2 separate regions of the Danio rerio genome follow, and region 2 is linked to region 1. A link is a contact called in public Hi-C data. All regions are on one chromosome and are shown on one strand. Each heading gives the region's core, a stretch centred on a gene start, on an enhancer-like site or on the middle of the called end of the contact. The rest is flanking DNA. Distances are from core to core; before and after follow the strand shown. Region 1 holds the start of pld1b (phospholipase D1b). Region 2 holds the start of nceh1b.2 (neutral cholesterol ester hydrolase 1b, tandem duplicate 2).

What was found. Hi-C and Micro-C count contacts between places; a contact is called where the count stands out from the background.
Region 2: a Hi-C map of hematopoietic stem cells shows a contact between it and region 1, with 3 times the contacts expected there. The contact joins the promoter of nceh1b.2 here to the promoter of pld1b in region 1. A contact is called at or near these places in 4 of 18 Hi-C or Micro-C datasets (caudal fin, embryo, hematopoietic stem cells and 1 more) and 1 of 4 datasets of contacts at active chromatin or transcription factors (caudal fin).

The regions. Positions count from the first base shown.
Region 1 is chr24:30,789,514-30,796,956 of GRCz12tu, reverse strand. It overlaps pld1b (phospholipase D1b), which reads left to right and starts at 1,258. Exons shown (of 26, transcript XM_021470348.3): 1 at 1,258-1,375.
Region 2 is chr24:30,947,967-30,955,160 of GRCz12tu, reverse strand. It overlaps nceh1b.2 (neutral cholesterol ester hydrolase 1b, tandem duplicate 2), which reads right to left and starts at 2,453. Exons shown (of 6, transcript XM_073940861.1): 1 at 2,229-2,453; 2 at 927-1,158; 3 at 773-842; 4 at 509-680. The coding sequence starts at 2,369. fndc3bb (fibronectin type III domain containing 3Bb) reads left to right here and starts at 4,445. Exons shown (of 26, transcript XM_002666672.7): 1 at 4,445-4,585.

The DNA of each region.
Region 1 (7,443 bases), core at 9-2,508:
AACCACAGGAGAGGCAATTTCTTCAGCAGGATACTGTAGCGCTCCTTCTCTTACTTCAGCCTCCACATCAAAGTTCCTGAAAGCAAAAAAGGTCAAGGTGCTACAAGATTAGCCAGCCCAGTCACCAGACATGAACATTATTGAGCATGTCTAGGGTAAGATGAAGGAGAAACCATTGAAGATTAATCCAAAGAACCTTAATAAGTCCTGCAAGAACACTTTTTTTTTGCCATTCCAGATGACTTTATTAATAAGTTATTTGAGTCACTGCTTTTGAATCATTGTCATTGCTTTTTTTTTTGTTTGTTTAAAAAAGTATATGACTTGTATTTTATGACAATGTGCAGTATATAATAATGATTCTACTATAAGAATTGTTCTCGCATGTTTTCCTACAGTACATGAACAAAAACCCTGCATGTTATCGGAGTAGTTTGTCTGGATTCATAGTATTCTGAGGACTGTAATAAGGGGAGCCGCTAGGGGGGCAAAAGTTAGGACTTTTCTAAGGGCCCACGCATTACCGTATGTTTTTGGACTGTGGGGGTACTGGGTGGTTCATACTATCTTAATTTACATTATAAGACTTTTTTAAACAATTGTATACACAAGTAAAGTTTTACCAATCGTGACGTAAAATCTAATTCAAATACTTACCAACCACACTGGAACAATTAGCTTAACGTCATGAATGTGTTTTCACATTGATTTTGGGTAATTTTACTTTTTAAAAAGTGATGGAATGCAACTTTAACTACTACATCAATGAACCACAATTAACAAACTTAAGGGATAGTAACTGGAATGCTAATGGCTAGGTTAATTTGGGAGTGACTATAGTCAACACCACTTAGCAACTAAACACCTTAAAAAGGGATAGTTTACCCAGGCCTACTTACCTCAACTGAATCACTGATTAAGACACAGATGAAGGTATTGTCAAAATATACTTGAAATTTAGCCAGTGACGTCCATTTGCAACATTATTTATAGTTTCTTCAGCGTTTAGTGGAAAGAAATGCAAACAGAACAATTGGAAGGTTAGTAAAGTAGCTTTGTCTGATTTTTTAGTGTCTGTGTCTTTAAAAACATTTCATAAACAACACCAAATTACGGCATACATAGTTTGACATTTTAAAGCCAAGCGAAAAACAAGCAGATTTCCTCGTATGAACACGGTAAATGTTATTTTTAACACTGTACATATCACCGGGTGTGGACGTTGCATGCATTATTTAAATGGGCGGGTCGAACAGTGCAGAAGAGGAAGCGAGAGCCCGCTGCTGATCCGCGATCATTTGCTCTCGTGCTCACTTTATAGTTAACAAGCGGATTCACAGCGCCGCGCGCGACTGTGCCTTCAGTTCTTCGTCAGGTATGTTTACGTGACTTTATATGACTAACAGACGCTCTTTTTCTGTGGGTGAAAGTGAGACGGGTAAGTTTTCAAACGCGGGAAAGTAATGACAGCTGGTGACAGTCCTGTGGTGTCCTAATGCAGTTGTAGTGACATATCTGACACACATGGCAGCAGAAGCTGGCAGCCATACAAGCATCTGGACTGCATTACAACTGACGATGCTACACCACGGGATTGTTTGTATTAACTAGAGTAAAAACCGAGTGTGATGGCTTTAAAATAATACATTTATGTTTTCACTGTCCACACCCACTGATTTTGTAAGGCAAACAACCAGCTGTACCTGCAGGGCAACTTCGAATAACTGAGCTGATTCTTATTGTTGTTACAAACAATACTAAACCTTAGTGACAAATACTAACAAACAGATTTGAGCTGTGTTTATGCTAATATTTTGATTGGAATTTCAGAATATGACAAATGGACCTATGTAGCATCCTTTTCTGACATAGTGTGCGTGAATTCAAATATATTTGTACTGCCTTTAAATCAAATATGTATGTTTAGACTTAAATACATTTCTGTTTCTTGTGATATATAGTAAAAAAAATTGAATATGTGTGTTCTGGACAATTTGTGACAGGTTTAGTGAGATTCCTTACAGAATGTCAAACAAGAGTGACAATTAAGGATTTTCTGTGATTTTTTAAAAATTCGGCTTCATTTTCTAGATTTTGCAGATTTCTTTTTCTAGATTTTAAAGCAAGTTTTCCAAAAATCTGGTCAATTAAGCATACTATTCGAGCATTTTTGGATAAATCTCACTAAACCTATAAATTACATGCCAGATTACACAAAGAAATTCTCTCTTTTGATATATTTTTTCTTTTTTTTGTACTTTCATAGTCAAACTGTAAATTTGTTTGTTTAGATTTTGTATTAAACTTGTCCTAAACAGTCATTTTGTGAGGTTCATCAAAACATTAATGGCTGATATACTTAATTAAGTTTAGTTTACAATGGGGTATATGCACACAGACTTTTAATTTTCAGCCAGCCAGTCTTTCCGATTCCGGTGAACTGTCTTTCCATTATAAAATTGCCATGTTAAAGGTTTGATTTCTTTAAAAATCTGCGATCTTCAGTGCCTGATAGTTACACGATATGAACTGGGTCTCAGACCGGACAAGAAGTACTGCATTAAAATCCATTTCCCCCCGGGCCCCGGCAATGTTTTTAAAATATGACTATTAATTTTAGCCCATTATTTTCAGTGGAGTTTCTGCACTCACCTGCTGATCCTGAGGGTGCTAGCAGTTACACAGTCTTTCATCTGCATTTATGCTTGAACAACTAAATGAATGCTTAACTCTATTTAACTGTATATTTTTAATGACATTACAACATCAATGCTGTAAAAAGGAACCTTATAAGTTTTAAAAAACAGTCATCTTAAGCGTTAATCGTTGGCTGAAAAACACTAGCTGTGCATATAGCCCATTGGCTGCTTGATTAGCTTTAGCAGAGGAGACTATACATTTATTTATTGATTATCTTGATCAAACTGTACAATATAGCCCTGCAAAATTGGTCATTTTGTTGTCTGTCATCAATCCGATCCCCTTAAGGATCTTGGGACACACTGGGAGTGTCTGGTTGACTTAGTGGGAGGTGTGTGATTATATGTGTGCTTGGTACACATATCATACTATTGTCTTATGGAGTTGCAACTTTACCCTTTGTACCCTAATGACACTAACTCCCACATATGACAACAGCATACATTTAGTTTGCATGTATGTGTATGTGTGTGTGTGTGTGTGTGTGTGTGTACACGTACAAAACACAGACCATACTTGTGATCTTATGGGTGTGGTTTCTCAGATATGACAGGTCTGTCATATGATAATACTCATATTATACTGAGCGCAGTGGTTAATCTATGTGATATATCAGCTGTACGTTACAATGATAAAAGTCTTGTAAGAGTTGCTAAACCTCCTCTTCCCCTGTAGCGACATCACTCTTCCTCCTCCTTTATTAAACACAGGGGGCCCAGCAAGATGTGTGAGCACTTCTGCGTGGTGTTAACCTAAGCACAAGTTGCTTTTTTTGTTTGGCAGTGGTGGTGGCTTGTGCTCTGCTATAGTGTTTTTGAGCACTACATGGTCAATCCTTTGTGAAATTAGTTTTTTAATATCATTATGGATTTGCATTGGTCTTGAAAGAGGAAACAGAGCTTGTGGTTGATGTGTAATTTTCTTTTATTCAGTTTGTTGTTGAGGGACAGGAAGTTGAATTCACCACTGTATTTATTTTTGATGTTGTGTGTGTTCTGGAATGGTTTAGTAGAATCAGACCCTCCTCATGTGATCATCTTTATTGCAACACATGGTACAAAATAGGCATACAGTAGATGAGAATGGGGTGTTGCAATGCAAAGTTGAAACCAGTGGTTTTGTTGGTGGTTTGAGATGTTTTGCAGTGACACAGTTGTGAGTTGCTTTTATTAACATGTGAATGATTGCAAGCTAAAAGGGATTGTTCGTCTGAACATGACGTTTTCTGTTTATTTACTTAACCTCAAGCCATCCGAGGCACTTTGAGAGTTAAAACAACATGTACTGGATAAACAAAGTTAATACTGTCTGTGCAGAAGACTGAAATTGTTGTGAACATTTGCGGAAGCTGTGAAAAAATAATGGTCCACAGAATATTATCGGCCATATCAGTATTGGCATCATTATTATACAGTATTATGTACAAGTGTCATAATTGTTAAAAAAAAATACTTGTATTAAGATAAAATATGATCATGCCTTGATTTTGAATTATTTATTTAGGACAGTAAGGTCTGATTTTGCTAAGACAAAAGTATTGTCACTTAACAGAAATAATGTACAACAGTATAGAATATAAAGTCATGATAAAGTGGAAAAAGAATTAATACTGTGTATGACTCCTATGAGCTTGGAGGACTGCATCCATACATCTCTGTAGTGACTCAAATAACTTATTAATTAAGTCATCTAGAAGGGCAAAGAAAGCGTTCTTGCAGGACTCCCAGAGTTCATCATGATTCTTTGGATTCATCTTCAATGCCTCCTCCATCTTACCCCAGACATACTCAATAATGTTCATGTCTGGTGACTAGGCTGGCCAATCCTGGATCACCTTGACCTTCTTTGCTTTTAGGAACTTTGATATGGAGGCTGAAGTATGAGGAGGAGCGCTATCCTGTTAAAGAATTTGCCCTCTCCTGTGGTTTGTAATGTAATGGGCAGCACAAATGTCTTGATACCTCAGGCTGTTGATGTTGCCATCCACTCTGCAGATCTCTAACATGCCGCCATACTGAATGTAACCCCAAACCATGATTTTTTCTTCACCAAACTTGACTGATTTGTGTGAGAATCTTGGGTCCATGCGGGTTCTTCTGCAGTATTTGTGATGATTGGGATGCAGTTCAACAGATAATTCAGCAGGAAAATTAACCTTCTGCCACTTTTCCAAATGATTAACTTGAAGTCAAGTTATTATTTGTTGCTCTTACAAATCGTTTATCTGGTTCCATATCATCAATTATCATTATTAGCTAAAATCATAGATGCCTTAGGGGCCGATTACACTAAATGCAATTTTCCTGTTCTGAAAATGCGAGGTGCACTGCACTGCCTTTTTTGTTGACAAGAAAAAAAGATGTGTGGTGCGCTTTTTATGTTGCCAGGCCTCGACTGAATCAGCTGCGTATTGTGCATGTGCATTGCTGTTAATCTTGTAATAATTGTACTATTTAATAATAGTGTAATATTCACGATTAGTGAAGTCATATACAGTAACTCCAGAGAACTCGAAACAGCGGCCACTTGTCTCTCGTCCATCTTTAAAAGTCTATAGTTGTTTTAACAACACAAAGACTGATGTCACCTCAGTGCTAACTCTGCCTCTGCTTTCATTTGATTGGAGAATGAAAAAGACGCAACTGACATAGCATGATTTTCTGCTCAGAGTCTACTTTTTCAACTACATGCATGCAAAATGCTTTTGGCCATTAGTAAACCATAAAAAAAGATACCTATCAATGCAACAAGCGTGTTTGGTGTGAACAAGGTCTTCGACATTTTAGTGAATCGTACATTACTCAAATTGCGTTTCATTACACATTTCAGATGACAAATAGCCTAGAGTGCGCTGTCTATGTTTTTTCAAAACTGAACTAAACATTTAAGGATGTTTTAAATAGTTTTAAAGCACGTTTATACAGCAAAGTTGGTGCAGAAACCACACCTGAAGTGCCATAAATTATCAAAAAATTTTATTTACATAAACGTGTTCAAACAATAAATACATTTAAGGCAACATTGAGACTGAATTCCGAAGCACGATATACAGACACAGACTAGTTTTAGGTCAACCTAAAATCTGTAGTGTAAAGATGCTTTTAGCCTTCATTTAGTGAAATGTAAAATACATTGCTCAGGGTTTGTTACAATCCAGATGACAAATGCACTATTTTTGCTGTCGACATTTTTGTAAAATTGAAATAAGTTATTCGGGGCAGGTTTTGTTATATGTTTGAAATAAGTTATTTAAGTTTCCCAGTATTGGGTTGCGGCTGGAAGGGCATCCGCTGTGAAAAACATATGCTAATAAGTTGGCGGTTCATTATGCTGTGGCAACCCCTGATAAATAAACGGACTATGCTGAAAAGAAAATGAATGAATGAAGTTATTTAGGGCAGGTTTTGTTTTATGTTTGTAATACACGTCCTGCTCATGCACATCCACAAGAAACTGTAGTCAATTATATGTTTATAGATGTGTTTGCAGATTGACAAAAATGTAGCTCAAGGCACATATTTTCAATGAGGCTCTGTTGCAGCCATGTATTTATTGTGTATTTTGACACTGAGTTTCTGCCAAAAATTTCCTTTAATGCTGAACTGAGAGAGGAAACGTCACCTACATCTTGAAGGGCCTGAGCTCGAGTAAATTGGAGTCAGCAAATGTACATTTTTGGATGAATTATTCCTATTATGAATGTCCTGTGACCAGACACACAGTCGCTCTGTCTTTACTTCAGCACAATAGACTGAAGCTTTTGCACATGATATAGCACTTCTGATTCTGTATTGATATATGTGCTAAACCATACATTTTTCAAAGATTCAATTTAAATGTCATTTGTGACCCCGGACCACAGAAAGTATGAAGGTTTGCAGGAATAGCCGACAATACATTAAATGGGTGAAAATTAAAGATTTCTCTTGTATGTCGAAAATCATTAGAATATTAAGTAAAACTCATGTTGTTAAACTACTCTGTGAGTTTCTTATAATAAATATATGAAAACTTATTTTTGATAGTATTATGCATGGCTAAGAACTTAATTTTAACAACTACATTCAAAAAAATAATTTTTGTAGCTGAAACAACACAATTCTTGAGAGTTTTCTGGGAACAACATCATTGTTTTATTGTTAAAATCTATTAAAACGAGTTATGTTAACCTAATAGGTTTGTGTTATGAATGAATGAATTGTGTGGAACCCTGCAGTTTTTTTTTACAGTGTATAAGGTCAGCTTTTCTTTAGAATATATATATTTTTGAACCCTTAGTTGATATATAAATCTCAGTTTCCCAAAACTGCCTATTATAACTGGTTTTGTAGTCTACATTTGACGCGCTTAAGGTAGTGTTTTGCAAGAATAACAACATTTATTAAGGATGACAGAATTGCAATTAACGGAGCTGGTGTTAAATTAAATCACAAGTTCTTTTTAATCAAATCCCAGTGAATTTAACTAAATTAAAGTCCCTCGTTTGTGAGGATAACAAGTAATGGGTGTCATTCACAACTAGAGGGCGCTTTACTTCCAAGATTTAACATTCAAGCCTGCAGTGTTTAATATAGGCGAAACGCATTAAAAGCATTACCCACGTGACATTGATATGGATTTTGAATGATCAGTGAGACAATAAATTAGTTCTGCTGTCTCAAAGCATGCATAGGAAACCAATGAATGCCAAATGGTCCACGCAATCTAGAGAGGCTTGATTAATAATTTATGTTTTAGATGGAA
Region 2 (7,194 bases), core at 1,204-3,703, 160 kb before region 1:
CTCTCAGTAGTTTTTTTAGCAACCCTCTGCCCCTCCTCATTGTAAATGAATATTAGCTGCTTCAGTCCAACATCTACATTAGCAGGATGATGAAGATGAAATTAGAGTGGACATTTCAGCCAAACAATGATCCCAAACAAAGCCAAGGAAACTTTAAAGTGCTTTCTGAGGATAAAAATTAAGCTGTAGAATGGCCTAGCCAATCACCTGACCTGAATCCAATAGAAAATACAGAATAAACATCAGTTTGGATAGACAAAACCCACAGGACCATCAAGATTTTTACACAGTTGAAGTCTGTGAAAAAATGCAGGCATATTTAGGCTGCCATCTTTTTGCCGTTGTATTTCTTTGGTTGTTATCAAATGCTTATTTTACATCTTGTAAAAAGAGGCATCATTAATAATACAAGACGTTACAACTCCATTTATTTCTAAGAACTACTGTAAGCATTAGATTTCATTCATCAAATATGTTCCAGGTTGTGACATTTTTTTTAAAGATTTACCTGTTGCGCCACAGCGGCAGCTAGATTGGCTCCGGCGCTGTCACCTGACACAGCCACTCGTTTTGGGTCTATAAAATACCGCCTCAAAACCTCAGCCGTCAATATGTGTTTTGAGGCCTGAACGGCTTCATTGTACTGATCTGGGAAACGTGCCTCCGGCGTCAGCCTGTACCTGAACACACAAATTACACAAATGACGACTCATAATGAATGCAATTAAGTCTATTAAGTAAAATAATACATTAGTCAACATACTGTACTTACTCAATTGATATTACAACAGCATCCAGCTGTTCAGCCATAGACCAGCACTGAAGGTAATAAGTCTGCATCTCTTGGGAATGATAAAAAAGGAAATATATTGCAAAAAAATCCAGTATATTCAAACTAAACATTGTTTATATGAATATTTACATACTTCCACTGCCTAATGTCCATCCGCCTCCATGAAAATAGATGATTCCTCTTTTTAAATATGGCTCCTGGTCTGCTTGTGTGGATTCAAACACTTGCGCCTGAACTCCTTCAAAATATGTTTCTGTGACCCGGATGGTTTGGCTGGACTGTGGAGCCTTTATTTCATCCCATGACGCAGCGTACTTTGCAACATCGAAAGGTTGACTCAGGCCAAGATTGTGAGCGAAAAAGCTCTATGAGAAATAATAATTAAAGAGGGATTGATAAACACACTTTAAGAGTCAGCAAATCCCTTTAAGATTGTGAAAATTCCCTTAGTTCTGAAGGGTCATCATGGGGAAGGGTTAAATGAGATCATGACAGTTTGAATTAGTAATGTTTTTAGCATTACATAATCAAATAATGTATATTTTAACTTTATTTAAGTTGTCAGCAATTCAAAAAAGTTGTCAATATTTAAAATGTAAACTTTTTGAGCCAAATATTACATTTGGTAAATGGCGTAACAAGGTAATGTGGTATAATATGGTAAAAAGACAAATAAAAAAATGTTATTTTCTTATTTTTAAACAAATATGTTAAATTTAATTTACATTTTTTATTGTTGCATTTTAGATGTAATCTCTGATTTAAAATGTTTAGTTTCTTATAGTAAAATTAAATATGGTGAGAAGACAAATAGTACACTTTTATTTAAAAATCATTGTTAAGATTGCATTTTATTAGATATTTTTAAATTTATAATAATTTATATATATAACAAATAATATATTTTTCCTTTTTTTTAATTTAAATGATAATTCAATTATTTAAAATAAAAAATATGGTAAATAATTGTTTTTTTTTTTTACTAAATTTGAGTGTTTTTATTTGTTACCAAAGATATTGTCATAAAATATATTTATAATATTTCATTAGTTCATTTTTAAACATAAAATGTTGGATAATTTTGTAAGGTCTCATAAGAGGTCAACAATTCAAATTAAACTTGAATCACAGAAAATCTACCATTTTCAAGAAACATAATAATAATAATAATATATATATATATATAAATATAAATATATATAATATAAATATATATATATATATATATATATATATATATAATTTGTCTATGAACAAAAAAGTATTAAGATTGAATTTCTATGACACAAAATGTACAACAAATCATTATTTATGTAAGAGTATAATATCTATTTTATCACAGCTATACCCCTCTTTTATTTAAATAATATATCCACATTGACTTGAAGTATGTCTTAATGTAAAATGTATATAACATATATAAGGAAAGTCTTACCACATGCATTACACCACGCAATATTGCATCCATAAACATGAGTTTCCATGGCTCTGATATAGTGCTGGGAAGAGGCAGATAAATATAATAAGCAGCTGCTATGGATAGTAAAATCGCCACGATCAGAATGGACCGCATCATAGTGATGGTTTAGAAACTCATAGAATTACACCGGTCTCAGAGTTGACATAGTGACTGACTGGATGATGTTGTAATACCTCATCTGAACCCTGGAGCAGTGGTTTTGAAATCACAGCGAAATTTACATTAAAAGTCCTCCAGTGTGAGAACACCGAAGCTTCGTTTTTTAAACGCACTTGATATTATTTGTTGATTTTGAATCAATTTAATATTTATTATTTAGAATTTTAAGTAAATGACATCTAAAATGGATTTTATGTTTTCGGTTTTGTTTTCTGCAGTTAGACTGACTTTTATTTTGAAATGTTCTGTCATGTAACATTTGTTTACAGTTGTTTACATACGTCACTTTGGAATGTACTGTATATCAGACATCTGTTAGTTCCACTATGAAATCAGCAGGATTTATAGTATTTTACTGCGTTTATCACAACCGCTATTACTACTATTATAATTGCAGTTATAAAGATGTGTGTAATATTAGTCGTCGTGCTGATGCTCCTTCTGAAGTGGTTGTTAATATCCTGGTTTGATAAAGCACTCTTACATTGTTTGATCCCTTTATATGTATTTTAAATATGAGCTGCAATTGCTGCAAATTACCACAAAGTGGCGCTGTTAGCCTAGCTTTATGAAATTGCCACCCTTTAGCAACAGATTCTACTTCTGTATAAAACTTTTTTAAAGTAATTAATTAAACAGCATTTAAGCAAAACCAAAAGATTTAAGAATCATTTTTGCTCACAAATTAGGCAAGTCTTTCAAAACCTTTTTCAATTAGGCTATGATTAATTTGCAATGCCATTCACATGTATAATACAATATTAATAGATTTGCATTTAGTCATGGGACATAATGGAAGTGTGAAATCTTCTTGTGCATCCTGTTTAAGGATGTGGAACACAAAAAAGGAACTTAATATGTTTGTGGGGGGGAGCACATGATTTTAGACCAGTAATGAATTTTTGCATGGGTTGCATGCTTGTAATTTGATAGACAGATGGATAGATAGATGGATGGATGGATGGATAATAGATAGATAGATAGATAGATAGATAGATAGATAGATAGATAGATAGATGATAGATAGATAGATAGATAGATAGATAGATAGATAGATAGATAGATAGATAGATAGATAGATGATAGATAGATAGATAGATAGATAGATAGATAGATAGATAGATAGATAGATAGATAGATAAATGGATGTATGGATGGATAGATAGATAGATAGATAGATAGATAGATAGATAGATGGATAGATGGATAGATAGATAGATAGATAGATAGATAGATAGATAGATAGATAGATAGATAGATAGATAGATAGATAGATAGATAGATAGATAGATATATGGATGGATGGATGGATGGATAGATAGATAGATAGATAGATAGATAGATAGATAGATAGATAGATAGATAGATAGATACATAGATGGATAGATGGATAGATAGATAGATAGATAGATAGATAGATAGATAGATAGATAGATAGATAGATAGATAGATAGATAGATAGATAGATAGATAGATAGATAGATAAATGGATGTATGGATGGATAGATAGATAGATAGATAGATAGATAGATAGATAGATAGATAGATAGATAGATAGATAGATAGATAGATGGATGGATGGATGGATGGATGGATGGATGGATGGATGGATGGATGGATGGATGGATGGATGGATAGATAGATAGATAGATAGATAGATAGATAGATAGATAGATAGATAGATAGATAGATAGATAGATAGATAGATAGATAGATAACCTTGATGATCTATCTAGCATATGTTTTACGCAGCGGATGCACTACCAGCTGCAACCCAGTACAAAATACTATATTTACCATTAACTACTTCAGTATTTTTTCATATGTGTAGTTATATAGTTAAGATAAAAGTTGTTAAATCATGGGCCTATATTTTTTTTTATTGAATCTACAAAAATAAAATAAAAAGTGTAGAAATATTCTTGTCGAGTTGTCTATCCCAACAAGAGTGAGTGGTCTGTGTAGGAAAGCTCCGGGAGTGTATTAGGTGTTTTACGGTAAGCTTCTACACCCCCATGTGCGCTTCCACATAATTGACATGGCGGAATTCCACACTGCTCCTCTCTGGTCCACCGTGGATTTCGCAGCAACGGAATGACACGCTTTCTATTTCGGGACTAAAGTGTTACCACGCAAGATTTACTAAATCTGAGGTAAGTTGGCGTGTTTTCTTTAAATGTATTAAGACTTTAAGGTATTTTTACAAAGCGCTTAGAGAAACTGTTTCTCAAAGTTTCAAGTTGCAGAAAAGTCTCGAGCCGGTTGAGCCTCTGATGGGAAAGGGAAGTCCTGAACCCAATGGAAACGAAACGAAACCTATACGAAACTTTGAGTTTTAAACCTTAAAATTGTATCTTGAGCTGACTGCTTCATATTTACATGTGTTTTCTATGACAGATGTACTTTTAACAAGCACTGCTGCAGTTGCAAATATGTAGCATCTTGTGTTCTTTTGCAAGGAAACAACATTTGATGTATAGGCAAGCTACATCATGTGTTCTTTTGCTAGGTGATAAAACCATTTGTAATCAGAAACAAATACATTTTTATTAAAAAGTAGCCTATTTTTAATAAGAGTTAATAGAGAGGGCTTTTGCTGCATCTTTCCTGGAAACTTCTGGAATTCGATAGCCTATTCATTACGAAACTTTTTTTTTTGTAACAGGGTCTGTTTGTATAATATAATCACTCTGCGTTCAAATTCATGTAATTGTGAAACATTTTATACGAGGCTCAGACGTTTTGTTAAGATGCCAAAGACTGATGGAAAGTGACACGTCAATTCCAAGAAGTTGTTTGCTTTTAAAGCGTCACGCGAATAATTTAATTTCGCAATGTCTGCGCTGTTACATCACTGCAAAAGGTGTGACGTTGTTTATTGTACAAATAAAATTCAGTTCCGTTTACATTGTTACTGTAATCATCATCATCATCAAAGCTGTTTGCATACCATTCTTAAGCGAGAAACTATGCCAACTTGCATTGTGGATAAGCGTTCTTGGAGTTTAATCCTTTCTATAATTCATTCAACTGCTTTGAATGAACAGTTTTATATGGGTAGTTTTACACAATAATAACTTTGCTGTTTATAAGCTCGCTTTCAGGCCATTTTATAAAACTTATTTTCATTTCTACAACATATTTTTTAGTTAAAACTATGCTTATTCATTAAATACTAGTTAGGGATGCACAATATGGATTTTTTTGGCTGATATCGGTAACCGATAACTAGGGCCGCACAGAATCGGCATGTGTACATTTATGTTTATTTAGTTTTTGAATATATTTTTTAGTTACGAAACTCCCAAAATCATTCTGCATAATTCCACAGATTAATTACAAAATTCTGCACAGAAATAGCAAAAAATATCAGCAGATTCTCTCTGGCCCTACCGATAACCCTTAAGATTTGGAGTCCGATAACGGATATATTAACCGATAAATATAAATATTACAAAATGTTATATTTTTATGCAGTAAACAACTGATTTTATTTAAAAACTGATCTCATGAACTAAATAGCCTACTTGAAGCAAAAAAAGCAATAATTTCAAAATTGCAAGGTGATTAGATGTATATTAATGATATCACATACATCAGCATACCGAAAATAAATCAAATCGTTTTCTTCGCATATCAAATTAACATGCAACTTGATTGTTGTATAAAAATAATAGGTTAAATAACAAAATTGGATTTAATTAACATAACTTGATGATAAAATTTTTTTTAAATAAAATGAAAATGAAAGAACTAAGAACTGAAACCAGCTCAAATGTTCTTGAATAAAACATGTTACAGTAATGTACATGTATACAAATACGTAGGCCCAATCCCAATTCTACCCCTTAGCCCTTCTCCTTACCCAATCCCAATTATCTTTAGCTTGAAGGAGGGATGCTAAGGGGAAGAGCTAGATACAACTTCAAACAGAGATTTTTCAGGACCACACTCGAAACCATAGGGTAGGACAATTTCCCAGAGTACAACATCTACAACAGTAGAATGGCTGCACACGCAAGTAGGGGATGCACAAATGAATGTTTTTGTCATTATTATAAGTTTTTACAACAAACAAGCATGTGTTTTAATATATTCATAACCGTGTTTTATCATCGTGATTTAGAAGAAAAAAAAACGCTAAAATAAAAGCCAGCTAAATTTCGCTATCTATAATCTCTAATAATAACTTCTGTATTGTAGTCTCACAACATTCTGCCACTCAATGACACCCGAATACCCTGTCAGAAAAGTCTAGTGGCTGGGAATGAGCTTTTTACAGTGTCTGCTATAATGTTAATGATGTTTCATAGTACGATCGTCTGATCTCATATGCAGCAAAAGATTGTGATGTCAAGGGATGACGTGTGCTGGTGTTGTAGTGGTGTACCATTTCTTAGGGGTAAATTTTGGAGCCCTTCCCCTTCACATTCTGTTTCAATGGCCAAGGGGAGGGGGTAGGGGTACAAAAATAGAATTGGGATTAGACCATAATGTCAGAAAAAGTGAAGCTGCTAGTTAATCAGACAACGCTTTTATGTTCGCTTTGCTGTCTATTGCAGGAAAAATAATCGATGAAAGGTTTATGAGTGTGTTATAATGCACTGGACAAGTCTAAACCCACGTTCGACCCATACATGCACCAGTTTTATACAATTATGTAGTCTATCGGCTTAAAGATATCAGACTAATTTTAATATCAGACCAATAACGATAACATTAAAAATATCATTTATCGGCCGATATCGATATGGCCACCGAT